Regions from separate parts of the Sus scrofa genome. Here regions 2 and 3 are each linked to region 1. A link is a contact called in public Hi-C data. All regions are on one chromosome and are shown on one strand. The core of a region is the stretch at or near the end of the contact, and the rest is flanking DNA. Distances in the headings are between cores, read along the strand shown. Region 1 holds the start of FAM43A (protein FAM43A). Region 2 overlaps XXYLT1 (xyloside xylosyltransferase 1). Region 3 overlaps XXYLT1 (xyloside xylosyltransferase 1).

Region 1 (3,882 bases), core at 330-2,829:
GGTAGAGCAGCAGGGCCATGGCCTGCGCCTTCTCGGGCTTGGACACCAGCACCGCGTGGCAGCGTAGCATTACTGCCTTGTGCTTGAGCTCGTGCCGGTACACCCAGGCGAAGACCTTGGGCAGTCGCGCGTCCGCCACGCAGTAGGTAACACGATGCAGCAGGTAGAGGTGGCCTGGGCGGCGCAGCGCGCGCTCCTCGGCGTGCACCATGCGGATACCCTGCGCACTCACAGTCAGCTTCATCTTGGTGCCCTGACGGCCCGCCTCGCTCTTGCTCCAGATCTTGCCCACCGCTAGGTCAGTGCAGCCGTCGCCGCGCGCCTGGATGGTGGTGGCATTGCCCAGGTAGAGCACGGTGTAAGTAGGGTCCTCGCTGGTGATATGCAGCTTCTTGCGCTTGGAGCGGAACATGCTTCCCACCCTGCTGAGCGCGCCTTCGGGGCAAGCCCGAGCCAGCGAGCTGAGCGCCGAGTAGTGCAGGCTCACCGCGTAGCCCTTGGGCTTGGACGCCTGCCGTGGCGGCGCCTCGGCCAGCAGCTCGAACTTATGCTTCTTCCACGGCAGCATCTCCGGAGGGCGCCCCCGCGCAGCTGGCGGCGGTGGCGGCGGAGCGCCGGGTGGAAGCCCGGCTGAGCCACCCGCCCCGGCCGGGCTGGGCCCGGGCAAGACCGAAAAATAAAACTCTGCTGGGAGTGGCCGGGTCGGAGGGAGTGGGGGCGGGGGCGTGTATAGCGCTCCGGAACCCCGCCGAAAGAGGTAGGGAAAGAATTTTTAAAAAGAAGAAAAGGTTTAACTGCGGGAGTTGGGGGGAGGGGGGACGAACACAGATTTACCCCAGCCTGGGCAGGACGAGGGCAAAGAGTCTTAGGCAAGCCAAATGAGAGAAAGACAGCACGAGAGTGGAGCGGAAAATGTCTTTAGGAAAAAAAAGAGAGAGAGAGAGATACGCGCGTGCAAATAAATGAGAGAGCCCCAGCAAGAGCAGCCGGGATGGTGCGAGAATACGCAGGAACTCCTCGGCGAAGGTGAAAAGGGCCCCCCTCTCACATTCACACACTCAACCCCCAGGGCTAGGGCCAGAAACCGCGGAAACAACCGCGAGTGTGCCCAGGAGCCAGTGCTCCCCACCCCAAGGGGTGCTGGAGGCAAAAAGCCCCTCGGCCGAGCGGGTCCCAGAATCAGCTGCTTGCCCCAAGTGCACTCAGATGGTGGGTCCGGCTGGCCCCAGCGGGCCCCGCGCAGCAGTCCTTCGGTGGGTCACTGCATCTTCGCTCCGGCAGGACGCCGGGGACTCCGGCTCCGCCGGCTCACTGTCCGGGCTGGCTCGGCCGGGGCAGCGCGGGGCTCCGAGGGCAGGGCACGCGCATAGCCCGCTCCGGGGACGGTCGCTACCTCATTTCTTCCCTCCGGAGAGTGTCCAACTCCGCTCCCGGGATCTCTTCGCTCGGCTGCCCGCCTTTGCAGCGCGCCCCCTCCGGTGCCACGAGCAGTAGCCGCCTCGCCAGCCTCACATCCTTGCCGTCCGAGAGGAAGATCTCGGGTAAATATAGGCCGGCACAAACCATTCGCCGCGCGGGGACAGGGGAGGAGCAGCGAAGAGGCTCCGTTTCGGACTCCGACGCCCCACGGGTTCCTGGTCTCTTAAAGGGACCTGGTTGCAGCCCTTGGACGAGGGAAAGGGGAGACCGGTCCAATCTGGCCATTACAACCCAAATTTACCTGCGTCTCTTTTATCTGCGAAAATCGCCAAGACCTGGGGTTACCCCGCAGGAAAAGCAACCTGAATTCTGACACTCCACCCCTAGGCTGAATCGCAACTCACTGAGTAAATGTGTGTCTCCATCGAAACTTCTGGGGAAGGTGGTGCAAGATGGGATTTAGGCTATAATTCGATATGCCCAAAGGTAGGGGAAATAGTGATTCCGCGTGTGACTGCTGAGAATGACTGGGTGACGTTTAATTTTTTTTTTTCAGAATTGTATTTTATTAAAATAAAGAGGGGCAAGGAAACCACTGAGACTTATCTCTCACTATGGAGGAACCCTTTCTCCACAGGTACAGAGCAGACAGTGAACAGTGAGATGAGTGGTAGTTGACGATTAGAAGTAATACTATAGTATAGATCTGACAAATAAGGTCTTACCACTCCTAACCCCCAGCAATGCTCCTTCCATCAGCCTCAGAGTAGAGCGGGTTATAGAGATGTATACCATTTCTAAGTAATGCTTGGGTCTGGTTGGAATTCATTTTACTTTGTCAGGCCAGTCATTCGGTTTTATTACATCCTTGTCACATTATGGATAAGAATTCCTAGTAAAAATTCAAAGGACTTTTTAAATTTGTGTCAAATAATGCCCGGCCGCCCTACACCAAGAATGATTAGCATTAATCATTCTTTTCTCTAGTGCCATCTGGACAATGTCGCTTTAATCATCTGACCGGCCTGACCCTTGGCTAGTAACTCATTTCTGGGCCCTTAAAACAACCGGATTGCCTCTATGTTCTGCTCAATCAAAGCAAGACCACTTCTAGCTGGAATGGGTCATAAGTGTCTGGATGACTCTGCCTCAAATTCCCAAGCTCATCCCAGAGGAGGGCAGTGGACCCTCCTGCTCCCCAGACCCCATACCCTGGAGATCTGGATGTCTTGGCTTCCAAGTCAGGTCCTGGTTTCAGAACCAGCATAGCTCTTCAATGTAGATGAAATTCTCTGGCCATCTACCCTTTTAACCTTTCTTTGAACTCTAACCCAATTTTCTCAGCGTCATTGGTGCTGAGTTTCAATATAACTAACTTTCCTGAGTACCTTTTGGTGCTAGTCCCAGAGCTGAGAGCAGACTCAATTCCTGTCTCCAACAACCTCCCAGTCCAATGAAGGATGTAAACTTCACCCAGCTCTGGGCTCCTGCTGGAATGCAGGTTCTATGAGAGCCCCTTGTTGCCCCCAGTGCCTGGCATCACTTAATTTTTGAATGAATGAATGAAACATGCATGTGCACAGGAATTCAGAGTGAACAAAATGCCCTGAGAAGGACCCAAAGTATTCTGAGAAACGGGGAGAAAAAAGTTCTTTGTGACTAGGAAAATCAGAGAAAGTTCCACGGAGATGGTGATGTTTAAAGGATGAACAGGATTGTGTCAAGCAGGGAAGAATTGAAGGGCTTTCCAGATATAGAGAGTAGCAAAATTAGAGACCATAAAAATGCATGCCCATGTGCAGGTTAGGGTGGTGTTTAATGATTGCGACAATGAAAGAAGAAAATTTCCTGATCAAACAAGAAAGTCTCCTATTCATGCATTTGGGGCCCTCCTAGTCCCTGAGGGAAGGACTGGCCTTTTCATGGCTGACTGGCCCCAAAGTGTCATTAGACCAGAGCTATAATGCTTTGCTCCTGAGCTGCACTGAGGGTTAATGGAGGCAGGGTGTTGGAATGAGCTGGTTAGGACTCTAATAAGCCATTGAAACCCAAGTGAATTTCTCTTCTACTTGCATTTCTGGAATATCTTGCAGGGGCAATGAAGTAGATGGCATGTGCTCCAAACAAAAAATTCCAATAAAAAACACCAAATGAACCTGTGCTAAGTGACCTTTAGCTGGTCCGTAGTCTAAGTGCCTGAACTCTATTAACACAAACATCATGTTCAAGCAGTTAGCATTTCCAAATTACCCAGAGGTCCAAGGTCAGAAGGGTTTGGAGACAAGATGAGGAACCAGGGGTGGGAGCTAAGGCTGGTCTCAGCCTCTGCAAGAAGCACCTCCTTGGGCTTCATGAGGTAACAGGGAAACCAGTGGACCACCGCGCCAGGGAGGACTCCAATGATCGACAGAGCTTTCCAATGGCAGCCAGAGTGTCAGTCCCAGAGGTACAGGCCTGCAGAGG
Region 2 (4,176 bases), core at 1,201-3,700, 440 kb before region 1:
GCAGAGATCGAGCTTCACTTCCACCAGCTAAGGACACCAAAGATCACTAACAAACCACCCAAGCTAGGGAGAGGCAGAGAGCAGATGGGGTCTCCCAGGCCTGGGAGGGACAACCCTGCCCACACATTGATCTAGGACTTCTGGCCTCTAAAACTGGTGCAACAATATATTTCTGCTGTTTAAGATACCCAGTTTGTGGTACTTAGTTCCAGCAGCCCTAGCAAACTTACACACACACACACACACACACACACACACACACACACCCCCTCCTGGCTTGGGAAGCCCTGGCCTGGTTATTATCACTGTCTCACAGCCTACTGCTTTTTTTGGGGGTGGGGGTGGGGGGGTGGGGGGTGGTCAGGTGAACAGGAATTCTGCAGGGGTGTTGGCCTCTCATGTAGATGCACCATGCGTGTATCTTCCTTTTTAATATTGTGCTCTTGTTCAAGAATGGAGATCTGCAAAACAAAACAAACAGACAAAAAACAAAGAAAGGATATGATCTGATGTAGTGAGCATGCATTTTTGGGGGTAGATAGACTAGGATGATTTAAACTCCGGATTGTGTCATTTTCTGGTTATTTTACTTCTCTGAGACTTTGTCGCCTTATTGATATATTGGAAATAATAATAATGCCTTTGGGGTTGTTAGGAGAACTAAAGAAAATGCAAGTAAAACTCAGAGCATAATGCTTGATTTATAAGATGAGAGCTGCCTTAATTGTTGTTATTGATGAACATTTTGTGGGAAATGACTCTGAACAGTAGCATGTTGTAAAGGTCAATCCTGGGGTTTGCTTTGCTGAAATACCGGAGTTCTAGTTTGTGTCTGGTTGGGACTGTTGCATGTTACTCTTTCTTTCTGGTTTGTAGTGTTTTCCAGCTTTTAAACTTTGAACATATATTTTACAGACAAGAAATTGATTTTTTTTAAAAATGGAGAAATATTTTTATTAAGTCTCATGAATAAACATTAATAAACAGCCATTTGATAACAGTTGAAGGTTGTTGAGAAAGGTTCCACTTATGCCTCATTTGGGGATTTTTTTTTTCTGTCTTGCTCAGAGTGCATGTTTTGGTAAACGTAGTGGTTTGCATTTCTAATTAATCTTTATGCCTGGATGATTTTAATATGCAGTTATATTTAGTAAAGAAAAACAAGGGTGGATGGAAGGAGCAGCATGCTGTGGCTGGCCAGGCTGGGACCAGCACTGGAGCCTGCAACCCAGGGCCGCCCCTGTAGGCCAGTGGAGGAGGGGCTGAGCGCCACCCACCCCTGTGGGGGGGCGAGGACCGGTTGCTGCCACCAGATGAGTGGGGGGGGGAGGCTTTCCCCTTCAAACGGGGCATAGTTCGATTTTGCGACAGGTGCACTGCGATGGAGTAGGTACCCAGGTAGGGCTGTTTTTGTTTGCTGTGTGGTTGTGGCAGGCAGGCAGCGGGGAGTGGAAGAAGGGCCCTGCCGCACAGGAAGCGTGCTTGGAGGGCGACTGGAGCATTCAAAACGTGAGGTGCCTCATCCATTCCAAAGGCAATAGTTTACATCCATTAACCCCAAGCTCCCAAACCAATGAGATCCTGCTGTGTAGCCCTGGGAACTATGTCTAGTCACTTATGATGGAGCATGATAATGTGAGAAAACAGAATGTGTACATGTATGTGTAACTGGGTCACCATGCTGTACAGCAGAAAAAAAAAATCGTATTGGGAAAATAATTTAAAATATATATATACATAAAGATGAACAAACAAACAAAAAGGTGCCACATCTACCACCTGGCTCCTGAGGCCGCGAGGGTTAAAGCAGACTGAGCTGGATCATCAGATCCACTCACAGTGGGAATCCTGGGAGGGATAACGGTGGAGGGTGGGTTTAATTTTGCCCCTGGCACTTTGTGGCCCCCTCACTTCTTTCTGAAAGGAGTTCGGAGGCAGTTTTTAAATCTTGCGGAAACGAAGCTGTAAATGGAAGGTGAAAGGTCGTTCTAGGCAAAACAAAACAAATGTGCTCTTTCCACAAGGCACAGGGTTTTATTTTTATTTTCTAATCCTGTTAGCAACAGAAAAAGACTCTGAGGAGCCCCTGATTTTATTACCACCGGGAGCACTTGATCTGTCGTTGGTGGGCACCCTGGCCAGATATCCAGGGCTCGGTCGTCTTCTTCCCCGGGGTGGGGGGCTGGTCTGGGAACTCAGCCACCGCGGCCTAGGAGCGGGGAGTGCTGATGGTCCCTTCTGTCTCCTGTCTGGGTAGAGGGGTGTCCATCATGTCCACTACCGAGGGGTACTGGCTTACATCCTGAGGCAGAGGTGGCAGGGGGAAGACGGTGGTGAAAGGAAAGTGCGAAGAGAAGGTGGCGCGGGTTAATCGGATTGGGTGGCTCCTCGCAGAGCTGCGCTGCTGAGAGGCCCCCAGACCCTTCCGCGTGGGTGCAGTTTCACGCTTCACCAGCAGGGGTCGCTCCTGGGTCACGCCCAGGGCTGCGTGCAGGTGGGAGAACTTTTTGGGCCTCCTCCCCTACAACAGCTTAGAATCACTGAGCTCTGGAACGTTCCAGCTGATGAGATTTGACACCATCTTGAGGCGCTGAGAGAGGAAGTGGCTAGTCCCTTGAGAGAGGGTGTATTTGGGTCCCAACTGCGGCAGAAACTTGCGGGCTAGGGTGGGGGTGAGACCAAAACAAGAGCATCTCTGATGATGAACATTAGTGAATGAAGGTATATATGTGGCTTCCACAAAGAGATGTTATTATTTTTCTCAGTGATAATATGAAGTAACTTTATTGTTTGATCCCCACTTTATTAATGATAACGAGTTGGTCACATTGGCTTAAAGAGCCCACGTTTAATTTATAGCATCTTTTTCATAGCAACAGTTAAATGCTACTAGGCAGTGAAATGCTGCCTGAAATGAGAAATTCACATACTTACTAATATGTATTATTTCCAGAGAAAGGTCGGCATTAAGCTTACTAAGAGGTAATGATATTCGGGTAAGAAAAGGTAGGAAAACAGGAGGTGTGACTTTAGTGCTGGTGGTTGGCAGTGTCACCAGGAAAGGAGAAGTCGAGGCTTTGCAGCCTCACAATGCAGACAGTGGCTTAACACCTGCAGAGGTGCTGATGCCTGTGGATAATGCTCACCCTCTGACCCCAGTGTCTGAACCAGGGCTCCAGGTCATTGCTCTGAGGCCTGTGTGTAGAGTCGGAGCCTACACTTGACTGGAGCTTCTGGGATGAATTGTGGTTTCTGAAGGAATCTGAGCTGCTGACACCTCAGAGCAGCGCAGTGAGCAAAAAGTGACCCTAGACGCCCACACCTACAGGGCCTTTAGAGCAACTTAAGTGCTTAATTTCCTCTGCCTGCTTCTTTTTATGAAAAATGTAAATAAACCACTCTTGAGCCATTAACCTTTGAAAGCTGTGTGTTAAAGAATGATTTCTTGTTATTATATCGTTTGCTCTCCCTTCTAACAGACACATGCTTCTTTTTTTTTAAGAGTAGAAATTTAAATAGTCTTAATAGAGCCCAGATAATTTTGCAGGTGAGCCTCTCACCTGTGTACTTCTTGTGGTATTTTGCCAGTGGACCTAGATCAAATAAAATAATATGGTATCTTGGAGTTCCTGTCGTTCCTCAGTGGTTAACAAACCCAACTAGTATCCATGAGGATGTGGGTTTGATCCCTGGCCTTGCTTATTGGGTTAAGGATCCAGCATTGCCATCAGCTGTGGTGTAGGTCGCAGACATGGCTCGGATCCTGTATTGCTGTGGCTGTGGTGTAGGCCGGCAGCAACAGCTCCGATTCGACCTCTAGCCCGGGAACCTCCATATGCTGTGGGTGCAACCCTAAAAAGACAGAAAAAAAGAAATAATATAGTATCTAGAAATGCCTGCGCTTCTCAAACTTTGAAAACCACTTATGCTGGGGGTGCTGCAAATCACCGGATAAATGTTCTGCATCTTCCAAATGAGTCAGTTTTACTTAAAGATTTGGTAGGGGGAAAATTGGCACATTCAGACATATTTGGGTATGTTATAGAATAGAATATTAAAGTTTTGTAGATCTTTTAGGAAGAAGTTTCAGTAGTCCCGGTATGTTTATGGTGTTATCATTTTATTATTATAATATTTTAGCTTTATGCACTAGACGTATGAGACAAAAATGAGTGT
Region 3 (4,258 bases), core at 204-2,703, 510 kb before region 1:
TTTTTTTTCTTCCAGTTTAATTGAGGTATAATTGACGCACAGCTCTAGATAAGCTTGAGTGCAGCATGATGACTTAACTTATATATATCATGAAATGCCTCCCACATAACCTCTTGATAGCTTCTGCCCCTGTTCCTGTCCATAGGGCTGGTGCCCTGTCAATGCATATTGCATGGCCACCCCAGTTGTAAAAAAATTTGAAATACTTACAGTCTGGTTGGTGAATTGACATCCCCCCAGCCCTCAGCAACACTGGCTTGTGGACTCCAGGATCCTTCTCCAGGGCTCCAGGCAGCTTCTTTTCCCATTGGTTCATTTTCTCTTGTGCTTCATCAACCAGTAGGTCCTCTTGTTACCTATGAGGTCTTGCCACTTGTCCTCTAAGGACGTGGCTTGAGCATTACCTGCTGGATGTCTTTTCCTGACCTTCCTCCCCAGCAGAATTTGTGGTCCATCTCTGTGGCTCTTAGGATAGCCCTGATGGCTCTGAGGAATGACTGCTTAATAGTCACCTCCATGAGACACTGAGCTCCTTAAGTGGGCAGCTCCCTCCCAAGTGAGTCCGGTTCTTGGAGGGTCTTGTCTCTCCTCCTTTTCAAAACGGTAGTTAGTGAATGTGCCAAGCACTGTGCTGCGTGCTAACATTATAAACCCTTGTGGAGCCTATGGTCCCCCTGGAGAGGCCAACCCTAAATAAGTAAACAATTAAATGTATAATTGCAAATTGTAAAAAGTCCTTAGAGGACAAACGATGGGGTGCCTGGAGTAAGAGAGTCTGGGAAAGTCATTGGACTTGGTCTGTGGGGATCCTCATTTCATGAGGGAAATGGAAGGCTCATCCGCTTTTGAAGGTCCTGGTATTTGAGACAGAGGTGGAGTGGGGACCGCGAGGGTTTCCCAGCTGCCGTGAGATGTGTTTTTCTTCGGTTTTGATTTTTTTAAAATTATTTATTTATTTGTTTGTTTGTTTGTTTTTTGGCCACACCTGTGGCATGTGGATGTTCCCAGGCCAGGAATCAAACCCATGCCACAGCAGTGACCCGGGCCACAACAGTGATAACACCAGATTCTTTACTGGGCCACCAGGGAACGCTCAGATGTGGTTTTAAAGAAGCTGATGGCTGGGATGATCCACAGCCTGCATTAAAAAAAATCACCAGAGCAGAATCCGTGGACATGGGTCCTCCTTGGGCTGTGGGCTTGCTGTTGGCTTCCTGTCCTGCTGCCAGATGGGTGACTCTGACCCCTGCAAAGTGAGGGAGCCAAAGGCTATGTCAGCAGCGTCCCTGCTGACATGGGTTCTGTGATCCACTCACTGCCTGTGGAAGACACGCCGGGAGGGACACCTGGACCCTTTCCTTCAGGGAGGGAAGGTCTGGTAGACAATAGGAGGGCCCTGTGGCCAGAGGGGGCGCAGGTGCCCCCTAGACGGTGAGCAGGTGCTGAGTGGGGGTGGGGCAGTGCCTGCCTTCTAAATGGAAGTTCACTTCCTCCAGGGCGATTCCTTTAGAGTTTGCTTCTCTGGAGCCTGTCCTTTAGCCTGAGCTGTTTGACAGCTGTGCTGGGGATGGTGGGAAGAAGGAAATGGGGAGAAATAGGAAGCTCACTGGCCATTTGAAAACCAGGCAGGAAGATGAGAGAGCTTTGAAATGATGCTTTTAATCATTGATAAAATAGGATCCAATTAATAAAAATACAGTTTGTCTTAGGCACATATCAAGTGTGTCCCGGGAACTGTTCTTCTGCCAAGTCTCCTAAAACTCAGAATGCCATTTGGCGTCAGGTGCCACCTAGGTCAGCTGCCTCCCTGGCATGTGTGCCGTGATGGTGACTGCAGAGTTAGAACCAGCAGGGGCCCGAGGGACCGCCTGGGCCTAGCCCCTGGTTCTATGGAGAGGACGTGGACCCAGGTCACAGCGGGATGGACTACATGTGCCTGGGACCCTGTGATCGACACCGGCTTCCTGGTCTCACCAGGAAACCACAGGGGCTGCCCAGGTTTGTGCTGTTAGGAATGCCGCCTCTGGCTCAGGAGGCCCCTCTTCCTTCCATCCAGCAGTGGGGCCTGAGGCGGGCAGGGCAGGGGCTGGCTTGGGCAGTTTCCTCATCTCCGGAGTCAGTGAAGAACAGCATAGGGAGGTTTGCTCTGATGCGAAGCAGTTGGCTTCAGCCTAGCTGGAGAGACCCCTGCTTTTTACCTCCCTTTGGAGCCCCAGCCCTTTGTGGCCACCAGGGGCCATATGTGGCCCCACCTCCTCGCTGGCAGGACCATGCCACTGTGCTGGGGCAGGGCTCCCCACTGGGCAGCCAGAGAGCAGAGGAGTGTGTTTATTAGGGGACTCAGGCAATTTCTTGGTGTTCGGAGGGGGGTTTGGGGTTCGCAGCCCCGGGTATAGGAACCTCCACTTTGCTCCCCATCATCCTGGGTGGGCTCCAGTTGGCCAGGCCCAGAAAAGCCTGCATTCACGTGGCCGCAGCAGCACTCTGTTCTGAGCCATAGCCTTTTTTTTTTTTTTAATCTTTTTAGGGCTGAACCCGCAGCTTACGGAGATTCCCAGGCGAGGGTTCAAATCGGAGCTGTAGCCGCTGGCCTACACCATAGCCACAGCAACGCCAGATCTGAGCCGCCTCTGTGATCTGCATCACAGCTCATGGCAACGCTGGATCCTTAACCCGCTGAATGAGGCAAGGGATCGAACCTGTGTCCATGGATACTAGTCAGATTAGTCTCCACTGAGCCATGACGGGAACTCCTGAGCCATAGTTTTAAAGCAGAGCCTCATCCTCTCTGGTCTCTCCTTTGGCAGCTGCCCTCTCACCATCCCCTTGCTCAGTCTGCCCTGGGAGAGCTGTCCAGCCTGCAGGCCTGACCCTCTCAGTCTGGTGATCAGTAGCTTCCCTGGCTCCCTGGCTCCCGGCCAAAGTGTGTCACTGGGATCCTCTGCAATGTGCCCCCAGACTGCCTCTGCAGCTCATCTGCCCCCCTGCCCTGTACACGCCTTCACTCCAGCCCAGTTGGCTGGCTTTCTGCTCTCCCCTGAAGTCTTGCAGGCTCCCAGCCTTCTGTCATGCGTGTCCCACATAGGAAGATGGGTTCATATCTGCCTTTCAAAGCCTGCTGTGGACTGGATTATATCCCCCGGATTGCTGTGTTGAAGCTCAGCTCCCAATGTGATGGTATTTGGAGATGGGGCCTTCGAAAGGTTGCTGGGGTTAAATGATGTCATGGGGTGAGCCCTGTCCTTACTGAAAAGGGGGTGATAGCAGAGTGCTGTCCCCCTCTGAGCGAGCACAGAGGAAGGGCCCTGTGAGGACACAGTGAGAAGGCCGCATCTGCAATCAGGAGAGAGAGCTCTCACAAAAAACTGAATTCGCCAGGACCTTGATCATGGGCTCCAACCTCCCGAACTGTGAGAAAATCACTGGCTGAAGTTTAAGCCACCCAGATGGTGGCCTTTTGTTACAGCATTCAGAGCAGACTAAGACCCCGTCTTCACTAAAGCTGCCTCCTCTCTGCACCCACAGCACTGGCTCTCCCTTCCTGGACACTTATCCTAGGCTTCCCGGGATTATCATTGTCAATAATTGCAGGAGTTCCTGTGGTGGCACAGCAGAAATGAACCTGACTAATATCCACAAGGACACAGGTTTGATCCCTGGCCTCACTCAGTGGGCCAGGGTCTGGCATTGCCGTGAGCTGTGGTGTAGGTCACAGATGCAGCTTAGATCTGGCATGGCTGTGGCTGTGGTGTAGGCCGGCAGCTGTAGCTCTGATTCAGCCCGTAGCCTGGGAACTTCCATATGCTGTGGGTGTGGCCCTATAAAGCAAAACAAAAACAAAAAACTTAATCTCCACCCCTAGACTCTCAGTAGTTTGAGAGACGGGACGATGTTTTGCTTCTCCTAATCAGAGTGCCAGGTACTAAATATTTATTCAGCCAATAACTGAATGAATTAAACACACACACACACACTCAGTCCCTGCTCCTTGCCAGTTGGCTGTTAGGCTGCGTAGAGTCCTTTTGTGGCCGCTTTTCACTTCTCTCCGCTCCTGGTGATCATTTGATCTGCTCTCTGCTGGGTACTCAACCTGTGCGTGAGGGAGGGGCCCACAGTGTTATCTCCCCACCCTCCTCCTGGCCTGGTTGGCCTGGTTGTGCAGCTTGTCCCAGCTCAGTTGCTGGGAGAAAAGGAGTTGTTTTGGTGATAGCACAAAGGGGAGTCAAGGCCAGGCCCAGACCCAGACCATGATGACAAG

What was found. A called contact is a pair of places that touch in the nucleus more often than the background predicts.
Region 2: a contact with region 1 is called in a Hi-C map of skeletal muscle, with 11 times the contacts expected there. The contact joins the enhancer-like site here to the promoter of FAM43A in region 1. A contact is called at or near these places in 5 of 5 promoter capture datasets (fetal liver, fetal skeletal muscle, liver and 1 more), 34 of 47 Hi-C or Micro-C datasets (adipose tissue, alveolar macrophages, blood and 18 more) and 2 of 2 datasets of contacts at active chromatin or transcription factors (alveolar macrophages and skeletal muscle).
Region 3: a contact with region 1 is called in a Hi-C map of retroperitoneal adipose tissue, with 3 times the contacts expected there. The contact joins the enhancer-like site here to the promoter of FAM43A in region 1. A contact is called at or near these places in 3 of 5 promoter capture datasets (fetal liver, fetal skeletal muscle and skeletal muscle), 3 of 47 Hi-C or Micro-C datasets (embryonic fibroblasts, retroperitoneal adipose tissue and skeletal muscle) and 2 of 2 datasets of contacts at active chromatin or transcription factors (alveolar macrophages and skeletal muscle).

The regions. Positions count from the first base shown.
Region 1 is chr13:131,660,171-131,664,052 of Sscrofa11.1, reverse strand. FAM43A (protein FAM43A) reads right to left here and starts at 1,579. Exons shown (of 1, transcript XM_003132600.4): 1 at 1-1,579. The coding sequence starts at 568.
Region 2 is chr13:132,098,480-132,102,655 of Sscrofa11.1, reverse strand. All of the region lies in intron 3 of XXYLT1 (xyloside xylosyltransferase 1), which reads left to right. Among named protein-coding and RNA genes, the nearest start is that of XXYLT1, 170 kb to the left of the region's middle. Within about 2 kb of position 2,450, at least 16 of the 83 cell types and tissues checked have an H3K27ac peak or open chromatin away from gene starts, as enhancers often do. A contact at or near this core is called in adipose tissue, omental adipose tissue, retroperitoneal adipose tissue and 3 more, where this site is marked.
Region 3 is chr13:132,170,971-132,175,228 of Sscrofa11.1, reverse strand. All of the region lies in intron 2 of XXYLT1 (xyloside xylosyltransferase 1), which reads left to right. Among named protein-coding and RNA genes, the nearest start is that of XXYLT1, 97 kb to the left of the region's middle. Within about 2 kb of position 1,453, at least 1 of the 83 cell types and tissues checked has an H3K27ac peak or open chromatin away from gene starts, as enhancers often do. A contact at or near this core is called in retroperitoneal adipose tissue, where this site is marked.